Linked DNA regions of Mus musculus: region 2 is linked to region 1. A link is a contact called in public Hi-C data. All regions are on one chromosome and are shown on one strand. The core of a region is the stretch at or near the end of the contact, and the rest is flanking DNA. Distances in the headings are between cores, read along the strand shown.

Region 1 (3,670 bases), core at 475-2,974:
AACTGGCTGAAAATCTCTTTGAAATCTCGTACACATAAATGCAGCCTATGCTACAGAGGGAATTCCAGGCTAGCCTGTGCTACAGAGTGAGAGCCTGTCTCAAAACAAAATATAGCTAAGCTCAAATCCCTGCAGTCCCTCCATGGGAGCTGTACTTTTAACCTATTGATTGGAGCCTACCCCAATCTGTGAGTCAAATTTTTCAAGAAATCACGAAGTCATATGATCTTTAACAAATTTGTTGTCATTTTGTCCTTTGATGATTCTAGTGTCAGGGAATGATGTGAATGCTAATGGCTTCTGGGATGCTTTGAGTGGCACTAGAGGCATGCTGCTGCTGATTCCTGTTGAGGTCTCCTGTCCTCACAGAATGCAAGTAAGTTTCTGTGGAGTCAAACTGCAGTTTTTGCTTCAAAAACCTCAATTTTTTTGGCTCTCAAAGCCAGAATTGAGTTATGCCCTAAGAAAACATCATGGTCATGGGATGGATCCTGAGGGTTACTTTGTGTTGTGAGGACTTTAGGGTGGCTGACAAATCAGGTAAAAGACAAAAAGGACAGGAGAAATAGGAATGGGAATTACTGGCAGAGTCAGATGTCTAAAACAGGATGGATAGTAAAGAAACTGACAGCACATTGCATTGCTGCTGCAGGTAGAGACTCTTCTCTTTTCTGTCTGATCTTGGCCAGAAGGCTGAAAAGTAATTTTTTTCTCTCCCTCCCTCTCTCCCTTCCTGCCCATCTTTCCTCATTTCTGTCTCCGTCTCTTGTCTTTTCTTCACCTTCCTCCTCCTCTTCATCCTCTTCCTCCTCCTCTTCTCTTCTGTGTGCTTAGGTCAGGGGAAATTATCTAAGTTGGTCAAGAATATCTCAGAGCCAAAACTATAATTTGACTGGTGGGCACAGTTTGGACATCTAAGAACTCTTAACCTGCCACCAAAAACCAAGACTGCTCTTCCCTCTAGTTCCTCTGGTACTCTGGTCATTCTAAAGCAGGGAATTTTGCCTCCCCCACCCCCCAATTCTCTATTGCCCTGCCCATTGCCCTGCCCTGCCCATTGCCCTGCCCTGCCCATTGCCCTCTCAGGAGCTCCATAACTGTTAGGTTAACCTTTAACTATATATCTTGGATGTCCTACTGTGTTCTAAGCACAGCCCTCCCAACCCCAGTGGTAACTTTATTGCTTTTTATTCCCCTTCCAGCGCCTCTCTCCTCTCCTCTCTCTCCTCTCCTTTCTCTCTCTCTGTCTCTCTCTCTCGTTTTTGCAGAGTTTGCTCTGTTTTAAAGGCTTACTTCTATTTTACACGTTCGCTCGTGTGAGTTCCTGCGCTGTGGATGTGCACCACTTGCATGCCCGATGCCTTCAGAAGCCAGAAGCAAACCTCACTGAAGGGGAAGGTGGCTGGCCAGCAGGAGGAGGCTGCTACACAGCTGACTGCTGAGGGCTGATGCAACAGCAGCGCTGCCTTACAGTAGGACATCAGGTAATCACAAGAAACAAGATCTTGCCAAAACCCAGAGGACACCAATATAGCAGCTACAATTATTTGCTTCGTTATAATAGTGTCTCTGTTTAGTATTAGCACGACAGTTTTGAATGTTCCCATCGTGTGTCTGAGTCATGAAACATCTGAAACCCCCATGTAAAGACAAGAGAGAAATACTCCGTAGCATGGAAATACACTACCTTTTCGCCACCCTCACTGATGAATCCTCTCAGCCATCAAGATGACCTATGAAAAAGTGTTGCTCCAAGCCAGGAGAGGTGGCATATGACTATAATTCCAACAGGACTGGGGAGGCAGAAGGAACAACATAACATATCAATTTCCTGGTCTGCCGGAGCTACAAAGCGAGACACTGTTGAAAGAAAGAAAGAAAGAAAGAAAGAAAGAAAGAAAGAAAGAAAGAAAGAAAGGAAGGAAGGAAGGAAGGAGAAGGAAGGAAGGAAGGAAGGAAGGAAGGAAGGAAGGAAGGAAGGAAGGAAGGAGAAGGAAGGAAGGAAGGAAGGAAGAAGGGAAGAAAGAAAAGAAAAAGAAAAGCCTAGTGGCACATTTCTTTAATCCCAGCACTTAGGAGACAGAGGCAGGCAGATCTCTGTGAGCTCAAGGCCAGCTGGTCTATAAAGTGAGCTCCAGGACAAGCAGGGCTACACAGAGAAACCCCGCCTTGAAAAAACAAGAAAAGAAAAAAGAGAAAGAAAAGAAAAAAAGAGAGAAATCAAAAAAGAAAAAAAAAAAGATGAGAGATGGCTCAATAGTTGAGAGCACTGTTTGCTCTTGCTGAGAACCTGTCTGAAACTTCCATTCCAGGACCTCTAATGCTCTAATGCCCTCTTCTGGCCTCTGCAGTGAGAGCACAGACATACATCCAAGCAAAACACTGGATCACATAAAATAAGTAGGTTTAAGGGCCAGGAATGTATACAGCTCAGTTACCAACAGTGAACACTCACCTAGCGTGCAGGAAACCCCGAGTTTGATCCCAGCACCATATAAACCGAACCTGGTGGCATAGGCTTGGAGTCTGGAGGTAGAAGGAGGATCGGAGTTCAAGGTACTTGCTTCTGGCTGGAGAGACAGCTCAGCGGTTAAGAGCACTGGCTGCTCTTTCAGAGGTCCTGAGTTCAATTCCCAGCAACCACATGGTGGCTCACAACCACCTGTAATGGGATCTGATGCCCTTTCCTGGTGTAACTGTCTGAAAACAGTTACAGTGTACTCATATACATAAAATAAAATAAATACAAAAAATATAAATAAATAAAAATCAGAGCTTCCCATGCTGAGTCAAGGACATTATTCATCCATAATGAACTCAGTAATAACTCAGTTAGGAAACAGAAGCCAAATTGGAAAGCTGCATATCTAACTAAATTGGTCTCCAAAATGTGCCTTCACAGCTGGTTTCTTTGAACAGGCTTTTGGGTTTTCTCAGAAGCCCATCTGTGCACTTCCTTGTGAAATTGTAGTGAGGTTGATTTCTGTTGTTTCTGTGTCCATTTTGAACTCTCTCTTGTGGCTGGCCTGACTAAACTAAACACAAACTAAACTCCTCTCCTCCTCCTCCTCCTGGAAACTCTCCTAGAGTGTGGTTTTCACGCTAGGAACAGAGCAGACACAGGCCGCCTTACAAGGCCATCTGCCAGGAGAAACAACTGCCCTGAGAGAGGAGCACTGGTCATGGGCTGAGGCTTTAGGCTGGCCACGGAATGACCACCAGGATGAAGAAGCGTTCTGCGAAGGCAACTGTAAACACATGCCAGATTCTTGGATTCACTTCAGGGAAGAGCTGGAGGGTAGAGCCCTTCCCTAGAAAGAAACCTCAAGGAAAATTCACCTGATTCAGCTTGAGTGGAAATGGGTATTTTGTCCACCAGATGACCTTGGGGGCACTTAGACCTATGACTAGGTAAGATTGACCTCTGGCATTTATTAAAGGGGACTTGAATCCTTTTTCTGTGTCTTTGATTTGTAGGTGTACTCTACCTAGGCGTCATCCCCTTGGGGGTACAAATTTAGACTTGCCTAGCTAACAATTTCTTTTTTTTTAAAGATATATTTATTTATGAATACCCTGTAGCTGTCTTCAGACACACCAGAAGAGGGTGTTGGATTCCATATAGATGGTTGTGAGCCACCACGTGGTCATTGGAATTTGAACTCAGGAC
Region 2 (3,670 bases), core at 639-3,138, 380 kb after region 1:
ATTCCTCTGTGGTGAGTCCAATTACAACTCTGAGTTCCTCATCCAAATGAGAAAATGAAACCCCAAAGAAGCTGAGTGAAGCTGCCGACTGGTGAAGGAAGACTTGGAGCCTACTACTCAGTCAGATGTCCAAATCTCAGCTTGTAGCGATTAGGCTTCTCCGGTCTGTTGGATGATGCAGGTTCCCCCAAATAGTTGGTGTCTTAAATTTCAGTGAATCAACCTCTATCACTCACCTGCTGTCTCACAGCTGTGCTTTCTGCTATGAGCAGCAGTAAAACCCAAGTGTAAGTGTGTGTGTGTGTGTGTGTGTGTGTCTGTGTCTGTGTCTGTGTGTGTAACTAGCTACCCAAAGCTTCCACAAACACTCACACTCCGAGCAGACTTTCTAACCACTGCTTCCCTCTGTGTGATGTCTTGCTCTAAGCTGGGGAGTCCCATGTAGGAAAGCTGTAAGATGCTGCGGCTTCCTTGATGGGGAACCACTACGAGCCTAAGCTGAGCCTAGTATCAGCCGTGGGGGTGAGTTGGGAATTTTTCCAAATTGGTACAGGCAAACCAAAGCAAGCAGGAGCATTGTTATAAACCAAAGTCCTGTTTCCACATCAGCATGGCCCCGTCCCCTGGGTATACTTAATAATCTTGGACTCCATAGCAAACAAATTAGGGGAAGGTTTGGTTTTTTGTTTGTTTGTTTTGTTTTTTAATGATCCAGTAAGAGGAGAAAGATATACACGCTACTGTTACATGATCAGCAAAATCCAAAAAAAATAGATTGACCAACAGCCAAGAAGAGAGGGCTACCTCCCATTACCAATCACTATAATACAGAAAACAGCAACCAGGGAAAGACACCCCCTCTTTCACTTGGGAAAGATTTCCTTTAGCAAAGGCAAGTCAACTTTCTTTTTTTTTTCTTTTTCTTTTTCTTTTTCCTTTTCTTTCTCTTTTTCTTTCTCTCAGGCTTGTTTTATGCATAGGAGCATTTTGCCTACATGTAGGTATGGTACCTAACGAGGTCAGAAAAAGATGTCAGATCTTCTAGAACTGAAGTGGTTGTGAGCTACCTACCATGTGGGTGCTGGGACCCGAACCCGGGTCCTCTACAAGAGCAACAGGCTCTTAAGTACTGAGCACTGTCTGGCCCTTCCATTGCACCTGTCTTTCCTTCCTCCTTCTATCCTCCTGCCTGTGTTTTCTTCCCTCTCTCCCTTCCTGTCTTTTTCTGTTTCTTCTCTCTCTCTCTCCCTCTCTCCCCCTCTCTCTCTCCCTCTCCCCCCACCCCCCTCTTTGGCTTATCCTGACTGTGGAGTTTTATCAGAGGTACGGCAGGTCAGATTACGCTAACAGTAGTTGTGTACACAGAACTTTAGTGGATGCGGCAAAGATGAGAGAAAAAAAGGTGATGGTGAGCAGAGGCCCAAACTGGAGTCTTAATGAAGAAGAACGTTTTAAATGGGGACACTTGGTACCACAGGAGAGAGCAGGTTTAGGGACAAAGCAGTTTGGGGACAGCCAAGGGCTCTGGACATCTGGCTTACTGGTACCAGAGGGGACTCAAGGCACCAGAGAGAAGAAAAGTCCAAGTCATTAAGAGAAGCCGTCTGGGCCAGACTGGCAGTGCTGCTCCCTGAGTGCAGACCCTAGCTCAGGACGGCCCTGTGCCTTGCCTCCTCAGAGAGGCCCCTATCTGTTCGCTCAATCCAGACCTTCCAGTGTCGAAAGGCTTGGGACAGACGGTGGCTTGCTACAACCACGGGCTATTTCTCATCTTTCACCTTCAATGTGCCTTCAGATTCGATTCTTGGGGCTGCCAGAAACTGTGACTCATCAAATTCTCAAGCCAAGAGCACAAGGACAGCCTCTGGCCTCACTTTGCAGACCCAGCCTGCTTCCCAGTCTTCACATACAGAGGTGGCAGGTCCCCGTGGTCCTGTTCTCACCAGCCAGGCTGCTTGCCTTTGTCTGCTGTCAGTATTGTCTAACGCACAGAGAACACAGAGCTTTAACTGTGTGCTAGCCTCGTTGTCCTTGTGCCCCCCCCCCACACCCCCAATATAGACCTGTCCTGGAAAGTGGTCAGTATTAGTTTAGTGTGGTAATGTGACAAGTTTGAGGCTAACCAGGGCTACATAATGAGTTTCAAGCTCTACATAATGAAACATTGTGTCAAAATTTGAACAACCACAATAGCAAATAAGGGTAACAATGTAGTCCAAGTCATAGCAAATGCTTTCTCTGCTAAGAGGCAAATGGTAACTATTTTAGGGATTTGCAGGCCACCCAGTTTCTCTTACATAATTTCCTTCCTTTTCTCCCACCCCACCAAAAATATAATACAGGCTGGGGAGATAGTTCAGTGGATGAAGGGTTTGCCACACACACAAAAGTTAGAACCTGAGTTCAAATCCTGATAACCTGGGTAAAGCTGGACACAGAAACACTCTCTAGAACCCCAGAACTCCTACAGTCATATGGGGCAGGACAAAAGAGTTCCCAGAAGCTTGAGGGTCAGCAAACAAATCCTGTCTCAAAATAGAAGATAAAAACCACCACATGTTAACTCTAAATGCACACCGTGACTCACACATGTGTGCACATGTGTACATAAGCATATACACACATTATATTATATATGTGTGTATGTATATATGTATATGCATGTGTGTGTATATATCAACAACAAGTCAGGAGGCTAGGAAGATGGCTCAGTAGTTGTGAGTGTTTGATGGACAAGCATGAAGACCAGGGTTGTGCTGGTTAACCCCAGTACTGTGTGGGCCAGAGACAGGGGGACCACTGGGACTTGCCGACTGACAGCCTAGTTAGATCCCAAGCTTCAGTTTCTGTCTCCAAAGAAGAAGGTGGAAAGTAAACGAGAGGGGACTGAACAACCTCCCATGGACCTCACTCACCCGTGCACACAGGCACACTGATGATAAATCAAATCACACACACACACACACACACACACACACACACACACACACACACTCACACACACACACACACACATACACTTCTATAGGCCAGAGGACTACCATCTACACTCACCATATATTGACATTTAGATACATCCTCTTTCAGTTTTTTCCTCTTTCCTGGCTACTGTAGCAATGTGAGTCTAAAACGATACATTGGGCTAGGAGGGTGATTACAGCATCAAAAGACCTAAGCTCAAAGCTTGGCTAGTCCATTGGGTCCTGGCCTTAGTTTCTTAATTTTAGAATCAATGAGCTATTCTACACAAAGGTGTTAACCTCCCTCCTAAATTTTTTTCCAATTTATTTATTTTATTTATATGAGTACACTATAACTGTCTTCAGTTACACCGGAAGACAGCATTGGACCCCATTACAGATGGTTGTGAGCCACCATGTGGTTGCTGGGTATTGAACTCAGGACCTCTGGAAGAGCAGTCAGTACTCTTAACCGCTGAGCCATCTCTTCAGCCCGAAGATATGGTTTTTTGAGACTGTCATAGAGACCCCAGGCTGGCCTCAAACTTACTGTGTGAATTAAGTTTGCCTGGACTCTAGCTATCTCATTTATATTTCAGGGTCTAGGCTCTGTCACATATAACACAGTTTGTTATTTCCACTGACATTAGAGGACACCTATGGATTCTGGCTGGAATGTCCAAAGGATGGATGCCCTTTCTGATGGTCCC

What was found. A called contact is a pair of places that touch in the nucleus more often than the background predicts.
Region 2: a contact with region 1 is called in a Hi-C map of the Ba/F3 cell line, with 2.7 times the contacts expected there. The contact joins two enhancer-like sites. A contact is called at or near these places in 1 of 39 promoter capture datasets (pre-B cells), 1 of 484 Hi-C or Micro-C datasets (the Ba/F3 cell line) and 1 of 115 datasets of contacts at active chromatin or transcription factors (pancreatic cancer cells).

What each region holds. Positions count from the first base shown.
Region 1 is chr5:65,704,042-65,707,711 of GRCm38.p6, forward strand. No RefSeq gene overlaps it. Among named protein-coding and RNA genes, the nearest start is that of Pds5a, 7.6 kb to the left of the region's middle. Within about 2 kb of position 1,725, at least 46 of the 459 cell types and tissues checked have an H3K27ac peak or open chromatin away from gene starts, as enhancers often do. A contact at or near this core is called in the Ba/F3 cell line and pancreatic cancer cells, where this site is marked.
Region 2 is chr5:66,088,448-66,092,117 of GRCm38.p6, forward strand. The region is part of intron 3 of Rbm47 (RNA binding motif protein 47); the gene reads right to left. Among named protein-coding and RNA genes, the nearest start is that of Gm26725, 61 kb to the right of the region's middle. Within about 2 kb of position 1,889, at least 107 of the 459 cell types and tissues checked have an H3K27ac peak or open chromatin away from gene starts, as enhancers often do. A contact at or near this core is called in the Ba/F3 cell line and pancreatic cancer cells, where this site is marked.